Linked DNA regions of Macaca mulatta: region 1 is linked to region 2. A link is a contact called in public Hi-C data. All regions are on one chromosome and are shown on one strand. The core of a region is the stretch at or near the end of the contact, and the rest is flanking DNA. Distances in the headings are between cores, read along the strand shown. Region 1 holds the start of BCR (BCR activator of RhoGEF and GTPase). Region 2 overlaps BCR (BCR activator of RhoGEF and GTPase).

Region 1 (5,347 bases), core at 2,172-4,671, 92 kb before region 2:
GCACTTACTCTGAGCTCACTATATGAGGGACATAGGGGAACAAGACAAACAGGTCTGTGACCTTGCAGAGTTTAGATCTAGTTGGAACGGACACTGAGTGGGGGATTACAGAGTGTTATATGTGTCTGAACCCCATGCCCATGCCCCATTACACTCCTCCCTAGGGAGGGATGGATGATAAGAAAACTCTGCAGGAAAGGTCCAGAGGCCCAGGATAGGGGTGCTCTCAGGGAAGTCCTGAGGAGAGAGCAGTGTCCTTGGGGCCAGAAGAGGCTGTCCCACAAGGGAGAGAGCCACTATCTGGACGTGTCCTTGTGCCTAACAAAAAGCCATTTGCTATGCCAAGAGAACAGAGCATGCAAACTCAAACTAAACAGCTTCAGAGTTTATTTAGAGACAGGGTCTTGCTCTGTTACCTAGGCTGGAGAGCAGCAGCGTGATCCTAGCTCACTGAAGCCTCAAATTCCCAGGCTCAGTGCAATCCTCCCACCCCAGCCTCCTGAGCAGGTAGGACTACAGGCACGAGCTACCATGCCAGGCTAATTTTTAAATTTTTTGTAGAGACGGAATTTCACTACGTTGCCCAGGCTGGTCTTGAAGTCCTGGGCTCAAGCGATCCTCCTGCCTCCGCCTCCCAAAGCAACAGGATTACAGGTATTGAGCCACTGTGCCTGGCCTTTATCATACCCTTTTTAAAGAAAAGGCCACTAGGGCTGGGTGCAGTGGCTCACACCTGTAATCCTAGCACTACAGGAGGCCAAGGTGGGTAGATTATGAGGTCAGGAGTTCAAGACCAGCCTGGCCAACATAGTGAAACCTCGTTTCTACTAAAAATACAAAAGATTAGCTGGGCGTGATGGCAGGCGCCTGTAATTCCACCTACTTGGGAGGCTGAGGCAGGAGAATCGCTTGAACCCGGGAGGCAGAGGTTGTGGTGAGCAGAGATCGCGCCACTGTACTCCGGCCTAGGCGACAGTGTGAGACTCCGTCTCGAAAAAAAAAAAAAAGGAAAAAAGGCCACTGAGGATGAGAGCACTGCTTAGTACGGCACTACTGGGATTCCAGCCCCTTTATTCCCCACTACTCCAAAGGCAGGGCATCATTTGCATCTCAGTTTCTTCACCTGCAAAATGGGCTATTTTGCAGCCTGAAGGGGAAGGGGATGAGAAGGTCCGCTGGGTCCAAGGGACCAGGATGGCAGGAGGTTAGCAAGGCCTGCAGAGGGCAGCAGTGAGCTGCGCACCGCCCACTGGGCCTGGAAACTGGGTCCCAGGGGTTTTCCAGCAGCAGGAATATTCTCCAGGGGTACCAATATTAACAGGCAATCACGAAACGACCCCTACACACCATTTATCCGGGTGTGTTTTATGTTTGCCCCATCTGGACATTTTACACAGGGTGCTCTCAACATTTTGTACCGTGGCCCACAGTGCTGGGTGGAAGACAGGACAGCCCAGAGCAGGCAGTGAAACAAAATCTTTGATGGTTCTCTAGGGAAGCCGGGAGATCTGAGACAGGGCAGAGAGAGCAGGGAGTCTGATGAGCACAAAATTAAAATACCCAAACCAGCCTGTCGGGTTAGGGGAAAAGGAAGCAGGATTGGGCACATGAAGAACGGATGACAAAACTGAGGCTCAGAGAAACACTGATGAGATCACACAGCCAGGAATTGGCAGGGAGACCTGAACCCAAGCAGGGCTGGCCTGGCTACTAGTCTGGGCTGAGTCCCTTAGATTGGACTTCAAAGCGTCTGCTCCAGATGACACTGGCATTGGGAGGAGGGCATGAAAATCCCTCACATCCACACAGGGACAACAGCACTTGGAGGTGGATGTTCTTCTCACTTCAAGGAAACCGAGGCAGAGAGGGAGAGGTGGTCAAGACTCAAGCCCAGTCATTCATTTGCCATATCCTGTTTCCTTTTCCCCTAACCCAGCGGGCTGGTTTGGGTATTTTCATTTTGTGCCCATCAGATTCCCTGCACAGTGCTCTCTGCTGTGTGTCAGATCTCTGCGTCCCTAGAGAACCCGCAAAGATTTTGTTTCACTCCCTGCTCTGGGCTGTTCTGTCTTCCACCCAGCCCTGTGGGCCTCGGTGCAGGCTGGCCCCCTTAGAGGGAGGCTAATCAGGGAAGTTCTGAGTCAGGTCGTCCTGGAAAAACTACACTGGCCTCTGGAGCTCAGGTGAGGCCAGGGGACAAACATGGCTTAGCACACGGGAAGGCAGGTGTGGGTACTGAGTGACCTGAGGGAGAAATCCCTATTTATCATACATCATGTCGTCCTGCTGTGAAAAACCCGTGTGGCAGTCACCCACAGCAGATCCACAACGTGAGACGCACGCTGAAACAGGGGTGCTGGCATTGGCGACCCAGCCTGGTCCTCTCTGCCTCGCTGAGTGACCTGCCTGGTCCTGGCCTCTCTGTGAGTTGTGCCCAGCCCTGAGGCTGGTGAAAGGCCGGGTTGTAAGGTGTGAGGAACTCACCTGAGTCTCCATGGAAGGTGCCCTCCCCATCGTTGGGCCAGATCTGCCCGGTCTTGCGGACGCCCACGATGGTGGCCTCAGTCAGACACGACAACCGGGCAGTGCCGGTGACGCTTATGGCACTGCGACGTGGTGAGGGGCAGAGGGGGGAGGTTGCTTCTGTCGGAGGACTGCTGCGAGTTCTGCGAAGGAGAGCAGCTCTTGTCCCGGAACATGAGGTAGGTGGTAGGGCCTGGGGACACGCGGCTGTACTGGCCAGAGAAGAAGTCCTCCTGGCCGGAGGGGAGCCAAGTGTTCCTGTTTCAGGACTGCAAAACTGGCCCGGACCTCTGTGTTGGAAAGGTCTTTCTGAACCAGGGAGTCCGGTGTCCTTTTTATGGGGGACCCCTGGGCTGCGAGTTGAACAGTCCAATTCGCCGTTGTTAGGGCCTCAGTTTCCCAAAAGGCACAGGGACGGGGGGAGGGTGGCGGCTCGATGGGGGAGCCGCCTCCGGGGGCCCCCGCCCTCCGGGGGCCCCCGCCCTGTGCCCACGGCGCGGCCCCTTTAAGAGGCCCGCCTGGCTCCGTCAGCCGCGCTGCGGCCACCGCCCCCCGGCCCTCCCCTTCCTGCGGCGCAGAGTGCGGGCAGGGCGGGAGTGCGGCGAGAGGGGGCTGGCCGAGCGTAGCGCCCACTGAGGCGGCGGCAGCTGAGGCGGCGGAGCTGTGCGGCGGTGCGGGAGCGAGAGGCCAGGAGCGCGCGGGCCGCGACCGGGGTCTGGCGGCGGCCTGGCGGAGCAGAGAGCAGCGCGCGCGCCTCGCCGTGCGGAGGAGCCCCGCACACAATAGCGGCGCGCGCAGCCCGCGCCCTTCCCCCAGCGCGCCCCGCCCCGCGTGCCCAGCGCCCCGCGCCGCCTAGCGCCCCGCGCCGCCTCACCTGCCATTAGGGAGTGGGCGGGCATTGTTCGCCGCCGCCGCTGCGCGGGGCCATGGGGGCCGCCGGGCGCCCGGGGCCGGGCCTGGCGAGGCCGCCGCGCCGCCGCTGAGACGGGCGCCGCGCGCAGCCCGGCGGCGCAGGTGAGGCCGGCCGCGCCATGGTGGACCCGGTGGGCTTCGCGGAGGCGTGGAAGGCGCAGTTCCCGGACTCGGAGCCGCCGCGCATGGAACTGCGTTCAGTGGGCGACATCGAGCAGGAGCTGGAGCGCTGCAAGGCCTCTATCCGGCGCCTGGAGCAGGAGGTGAACCAGGAGCGCTTCCGCATGATATACCTGCAGACGCTGCTGGCCAAGGAAAAGAAGAGCTATGACCGGCAGCGATGGGGCTTCCGGCGCGCGGCGCAGGGCCCCGACGGCGCCTCCGAGCCCCGAGCGCCCGCGCCGCGCCCGCAGCCCGCGCCCGCCGACGGAGCCGACCCGCCGCCCGCCGAGGAACCCGAGGCCCGGCCGGACGGAGAGGGTTCCCCGGGTAAGCCCAAGCCCGGGGCCGCCCGCAGGCCCGGGGCCGCCGCGTCGGGGGAACGGGATGACCGGGGGCCCCCCGCCAGCGTGGCGGCGCTAAGGTCCAACTTCGAGCGGATCCGCAAGGGCCATGGCCAGTCCGGGGCGGACGCCGAGAAGCCCTTCTACGTGAACGTCGAGTTTCACCACGAGCGCGGCTTGGTGAAGGTCAACGACAAAGAGGTGTCGGACCGCATCAGCTCCCTGGGCAGCCAGGCCATGCAGATGGAGCGCAAAAAGTCCCAGCACAGCGCGGGCTCGAGCGTGGGGGATGCCTCCAGGCCCCCTTACCGGGGACGCTGCTCGGAGAGCAGCTGCGGCGTTGATGGCGACTACGAGGACGCCGAGTTGAACCCCCGCTTCCTGAAGGACAACCTGATCAACGCCAATGGAGGTAGCAGGCCACCTTGGCCGCCCCTGGAGTACCAGCCCTACCAGAGCATCTATGTCGGGGGCATGATGGAAGGAGAGGGCAAGGGCCCGCTCCTGCGCAGCCAGAGCACCTCTGAGCAGGAGAAGCGCCTCACCTGGCCCCGCAGGTCCTATTCCCCTCGGAGCTTTGAGGATTGCGGAGGCGGCTATACCCCGGACTGCAGCTCCAACGAGAACCTCACCTCCAGCGAGGAGGACTTCTCCTCCGGCCAGTCCAGCCGAGTGTCCCCAAGCCCCACCACCTACCGCATGTTCCGGGACAAGAGCCGCTCTCCCTCGCAGAACTCGCAACAGTCCTTCGAGAGCAGCAGTCCCCCCACGCCGCAGTGCCATAAGCGGCACCGGCACTGCCCAGTTGTCGTGTCCGAGGCCACCATCGTGGGCGTCCGCAAGACCGGGCAGATCTGGCCCAACGATGGGGAGGGCACCTTCCATGGAGACGCAGGTGAGTTCCTCACGCCACGTGCGTGGGCACACCTGCACCGGGGAGGAAAACTAGAGACGAGTAGGGGATACAAAACAAGTTGGGAGGGAGGAGTGGATAGGTAACTTTTGAGTGATTATCGGGTGCACTTGTGGTTCACGCGTATCCTGCACCCGAACAAACTCCATTCCCTCCTCCTTCCTGAACGCAGATTGTTAGTGTTTGGAATGGGATTGGGTTGAGGATGGTCTTGTGAGGAATGGGAGGTGGTTTGTTCCTTTCATTCTAGAGCAATGTGTTTGTGAAGTACAGCTTGTGAGTTGGAGGAAGATGCTTCAGGTGGTAACCTCCTTGCCCTGTACTCTCTCCACGCCGGGCAGTGAGGATGGCATAAAAGCCGGAGTCATCTGTAGCGCCCGGATCGGATGCTGTTAGCAGGGACGGATTTATGTCTTGGACACTCTCCGCCACCCCAGTGATCCTGTTCTGGAGGGGTTATATGACAACATTTGTGAAACCTGAGATATGCTAGCTG
Region 2 (5,136 bases), core at 333-2,832:
GATTACAGGCGTGACTCTTTTCCTTTTTCATTAAACTAGCAACCCTCCTCCCCAACAGCTGGAATGATGGCACCGAATTTCAAGTGACCCTGACAAATCAGGGACCTGATTTTTTAAGAGCAGGTTACAGTTAGGTGGACAAGTTTAAGTTCACCTGGACAGGTTTCTGCAGAGGAGGGAGGAAACACCATGGGACGCCACCTGGGGATCAGGTGGTCCCACCAACCATGCACCGGTGGATTCTGAGCTGTGGCTGAAATGCGGGGAGTGGGATGGGGCTCAGGACCAGCTGCAAACCGACCCACCGTGAAGGTTTGTGGCACCTGCACCGTCAGGGCGACTTGCACTTTGGTTCTCGGTGTTTCAAAAAAGACCCAGAAGAATTGGAGCCACCCAAAGACAGCAGAGTCAAACTCAAGGAAGAGAAAGCAGCAAGCCCTGTGGAGGTGTGGGGGGTCAGTGCTCAGGCATGGGAGTTCGAGGATCACCCTCAAGTACGGGAAGGAGTGGAGTAGTGTCCATCTTCTCCTGGGACAGTCCTGAGAGATGGGCAGCATTATTAGATCTGGTTCCATGGAACACCAGCTCTCCAGACAGTGGGTAATAGGAATTACATGAAAAGGGCTTTGGGAGTCAGGCCAGTTTGGGAAATACAGGGTTAAACCAAACTCATAAGTTTTCTTGAGGCAGGTGTTCCTGGAGCTCCTAGATAACTCCCAAGCATAGCACTGTCCACGGATACGTGGGCCGCCTCCCAGGCTCGTGTGAGCCCAGCGCCTGGTTTTTGCAGTCTTTTGTGTGGCTCTCCCACCCCCTCACACCCTTTGGGAACTGCTGAGTCAGATGTACAGAGGAAAAATCACTGCGAGGGCTGTTAAACTCTCAGGAAAGGTACCAAAGTGCATGGCAGCGTTAGGCCCCAGTGAGCTGGAAAACACTGGCTTTTGGTCTTGAGATGTTTCCTGCAGCACAAGAGGTTGGCAGAGCAACCTCAGAACCTCTTCCGTCTCTGCTGTTTATGCTTTTGTTCAGAAGCTTAGTACCAGAAATTAATCTCAGCTCCTTCCCAGAGGATTTTAGGCACACAGGATCTTTTATTCTACATTTCTCTAGTGATGCTTTCAACGCAGTTGTATCAAAACAGCCTAGGCTGTTCACTTACAAGCCCTGCTTTTGCCCTGGGAATCTTAGCACCTCATTTTTTAGTAAGTACACTTGCAAATCCGGAGGGGGCAGGTGGAGTTATAATCCAGTGTCAGTCTGCAGTGGTGGGCCTGCCCTGGCCGTCTCCAAATATGAGTGCTCTTCTGAACCACCAGCCCCCTGCATGCTGTCTAATTGCCCCCAAGAAAACAGTGACGTGTGTTTAGGAGCGTGCTCCTGTTGGCCTCCATTTACAGGATTCTCTGTGTCAGAGGATCTCAGCCAGGCATGATCTTGTTCACAAGGGACACTTGGCAATGCCTGGAGACATTTTTGGATGTCACAACAGCAGGAAGGCAGGCATGCTCCTGTACCTATAGGTAGAGGCCAGGGCAGCTGCTCAGCACCCTATGGTGCCCAGGAAAGCTGCTTAGAGAATTTGTAGCCCAAAATGTCAACGGTGCCCTGGCAGAGAAGCCTTGTCCCAGGTAGACCGCAGCATCCAGGGCATCCTGCGTGCTCGGCTTGCTCGTGTGTCCCTGCACACCCTGTGATTTCAGTCTCGGCTCAGAATGCGCCTGGGGTTCGTTGCAGTGAGGAGGGAAAGCTGAAACTGCTGCCAAAGGGGGAACGTTCTGCATCAAAGCTGCTCTGTCATCTGTGCGAACATGTGCTTTTCTCTCTGCAGAACCTGAGAGCCAGAAGCAACAAAGATGCCAAGGATCCAACGACCAAGAACTCCCTAGAAAGTGAGTTCTGCATGCTGAGGTCTCTGTGTGCCCTTGTCAGGGAGGCTGCTGCTGGCAGAGGGGGCGTCGTGGAAAAGCAGACACAGTGCCCAGTTGGGTCACCCCTTGGCGCCTTCCCTGTTCTGCTCTTCAAATAGAGTGGGGATGAGGAAAGAACAATTCAGGGAGGGCAGGGAAGGATACCATCAGTACCAGTTCTCCACCAAGGTGCTGCTTAAATTGACTTAAATGTCATCATGTTGACCCCAGTGGCCTTGTAAGGAGGATTTTTTTTTTTTTTTTTTTTTAAGGCAGAGTTTCGGTTCACTGCAACCTCCGCCTCCTGGGTTCAAGTGATCCTCCTGCTTCAGCCTCCCAAGTAGCTGGGATTACAGGCACACACCACCACGGCCAGCTAATTTTTGTATTTTTAATAGAGATGAGGTTTCCCCCATATTGGTCAGGTTGGTCTTGAACTCCTGACCTCAAGTGCCTTGGCCTCCCAAAGTGCTGGGATTACAGGCGTGAGCTGCCGCACCCGGCTGTAAAGAGGATTTTATTTTGTTTTTGCCGATGACAAGTTTAGTCATAAAGTAATCTGTACAGAACACAGGCTCTACGTGGCTGGGCAGGGATTGAGTCCAGAGTTGCTGGGAAAGTGGTATCAGGAATTATCAGTCACTTCTTACTTTAGTTGTGAGGGTGTTGTGAATAGTTACACTTGCAGAGAACAGCAGGCCCTGGAGCTTTTTGCCCCAAACCTCAGTTTCCCCATCTGCAAAATGAAAATAGCGATGTGTGCCTTATGCTGGTTGTGGGAGGCGTGTCTCAGAACACACGTAAGCATCCGTGCCTGGGATTGGCCACGCTCACTGTCATCATGGAGAAGCACAGGTGGCTGAGGCTGGCCAGGGCTCCTGCCATGCCAGGGAGCTGCTCCCACTGCAGTGGGGCTCACGTGCCTCTGGATTTCGGGTATCCTCGGGCAGGCAGGTCGCCAGGGAACCTGTCAAACCAAGAGTTGTGTCGGCATCTGAGTAGGTTTCTGCCTGTCTCAGAGTCAGGCGTCTGAAATGTCTCGGGATTGATGGTAAGAGCAGCTAAGCGGTTTGTTCAGCTTACCCTCTGGGCCAGGGAGCAGGTCTCCCTCCAGAATTGGGGCCCTCCCCAGCCCAACCTTGCCAGGGTGGGCTCCCTGACCTCAGGCTAGAGGAGTGGCAGTGCTGAGCCTTTTTAGCTGTTGTCACCTTGTCACCGAGCCAGCCGTGCAGGCTTTGGTCTGACAGCTGCTCTGGAATCTGCATGCAGTAAATGTCCTGGACTTAAAGCGTTCCAGGTGGGTGCTCTAGCCTTGCCCTGGTCACTGCGCACAGGGGAGATGGGGCCTGTGGAGGGTGGGGCAGCCCCCTCCCCACTCACCCTTGCACCGAGGGTGGTCAGGCAGCTGGTGTGCTTCTCCATGTGCAGTCTCTCTCACCACCCCTCTCTCTCCACAGCTCTACTCTACAAGCCTGTGGACCGTGTGACAAGGAGCACGCTGGTCCTCCATGTGAGTCACAGCGCCCCTCCAGACTGGGACCAAAACTGCCCTCTCAGACACACACAGCAACAATGTTCTGAGACCTTTTTTGGTTGTCATTGCTGCAGCCAAGGGGGTGCTACTGGCCTCTAATGGGTAGAGGCCTGGGATGGTGTTGGACATTCTGTAATGCAAATGACAGCTCTCTCTTGCCCCTCAACAAAGAATTACTCCACGCAAAATGTCAGCAGTGCTGAGGTTGAGAAACCCTGCCCTAGATCCAAGAGGAGCCCCTCTTGGCCGTGTGCATGCAGCGTGGGTTTGCTGGAACACATCTAGGACCTGCTTCCAGAACGGTGCTCACACAAGCTCTGTCCACAAAGCCCAGGCCCATGTGAGAGAGGCAGTGGTGACACTGAGGGAGCTGGTGCTCTGGGCTCCGTCTGCATTTTGTGTCTGCACTTTGCACACAGTGGCAGGTGTCAGTGCTCCTCTGTGTCTAACTCGAATCTTTCTTCCTGGGGCAGGACTTGCTGAAGCATACTCCTGCCAGCCACCCCGACCACCCCTTGCTGCAGGATGCCCTCCGCATCTCACAGAACTTCCTGTCCAGCATCAACGAGGAGATCACACCCCGACGGCAGTCCATGACGGTGAAGAAGGGAGAGGTGAGCGTGGCAGGGGATGGCTTGGGTCCGCCCAGCCTGCTGAGCTGGGGGCATGCAGGGTACCCTCGATCTGAGGCCTGGAGCCCCTCCTGGTCCTCAGCAGACCTTGCCTTTTGGGATTGGTGAGTTTGGCAGCACACTCAGTCCCGTGTGGAAGGTGTCTGGGTGCAGTTGCAGGGGTGACCCCACATGCACCATACTCTCCAGGCAGCAGCCATCACCATGCCTCACTCAGCCACCTCTTTTCTTTTCTGTCATTGTGGGTTATGTCCAGGGACCCCTTTTTTTAATCCCCCACACTCTTGCCAGCTCAGGCTCCCCAGCCAAGGAGACCTGTGCGAAGGAGGTGAGTAGGAGGATGGCATTTTGTCTGCCTGGAATCCTCCTACTTCCTCCTGAGTGCTTTCATTAAAAAACAGTTAACGTCGGGTTTAAGGATTAGAAAGGGGGATTCGTGGTTTGTGTCTGTGATGTGAGACTGGATGAAGCACTTCATGTCTTCCTCTGGGAAGACTCTCCTTCCCGTTCCCCCTGTCACTGACGTATTCTGTGTGCACGTCATCGATGAGCAGGGATGGCCTGTGCCCGTGCCGCTCTGAGCCTTCCTGGGCGGGGCCTGGCACATAGTGAGGCTGTTTCATTCCCAGGCAGGTAGCAGCTACTGAGAATGGCCGAGGCGTGCAAGCTGGGGAGCCGGTGTCCAGGGGGAGCAGCTTTTGTCAGAAGTAGCGCTGAGGTGAGGGGAGCTGACCCATGGCGTCAGGGGTCTCATGCAGGGACAGGAGCTGTCTGGCCCAGGCAGGACACAGAATGGGCATGAACCTGACTGTAGTTGCCTCTGAGAACCACCTCATGGCTGGGCACCATGGCTTATGCCTGTAATCCCAGCACTTTGGGAGGCCTAGGCAGGTGGATCATGAGATCAAGAATTCGAGGCCGGGCGCGGTGGCTCACGCCTGTAATCCCAGCACTTTGGGAGGCCGAGGCGGGCGGATCACAAGGTCAGGAGATCGAGACCACGGTGAAACCCCGTCTCTACTAAAAATGCAAAAAATTAGCCGGGCGCGGTTGTGGGCGC

Evidence for each region. Hi-C and Micro-C count contacts between places; a contact is called where the count stands out from the background.
Region 1: a Hi-C map of fetal cortical plate shows a contact between it and region 2, with 2.3 times the contacts expected there. The contact joins the promoter of BCR here to the enhancer-like site in region 2. A contact is called at or near these places in 8 of 14 Hi-C or Micro-C datasets (CD4 T cells, blood, cortical neurons and 4 more).

Annotation. Positions count from the first base shown.
Region 1 is chr10:29,415,502-29,420,848 of T2T-MMU8v2.0, reverse strand. It overlaps BCR (BCR activator of RhoGEF and GTPase), which reads left to right and starts at 3,421. Exons shown (of 22, transcript XM_077950565.1): 1 at 3,421-4,833. The coding sequence starts at 3,555. It overlaps LOC144331904 (a long non-coding RNA gene), which reads right to left and starts at 3,338. Exons shown (of 2, transcript XR_013399504.1): 1 at 2,485-3,338. It overlaps LOC144331907 (a long non-coding RNA gene), which reads right to left and starts at 1,452. Exons shown (of 3, transcript XR_013399507.1): 1 at 916-1,452; 2 at 1-621.
Region 2 is chr10:29,322,142-29,327,277 of T2T-MMU8v2.0, reverse strand. It overlaps BCR (BCR activator of RhoGEF and GTPase), which reads left to right. Exons shown (of 22, transcript XM_077950565.1): 6 at 1,832-1,892; 7 at 3,368-3,420; 8 at 3,918-4,058. LOC144331905 (a long non-coding RNA gene) reads right to left here. Exons shown (of 3, transcript XR_013399505.1): 3 at 2,741-2,877. Among named protein-coding and RNA genes, the nearest start is that of BCR, 93 kb to the left of the region's middle. Within about 2 kb of position 1,582, at least 5 of the 40 cell types and tissues checked have an H3K27ac peak or open chromatin away from gene starts, as enhancers often do. A contact at or near this core is called in fetal cortical plate, where this site is marked.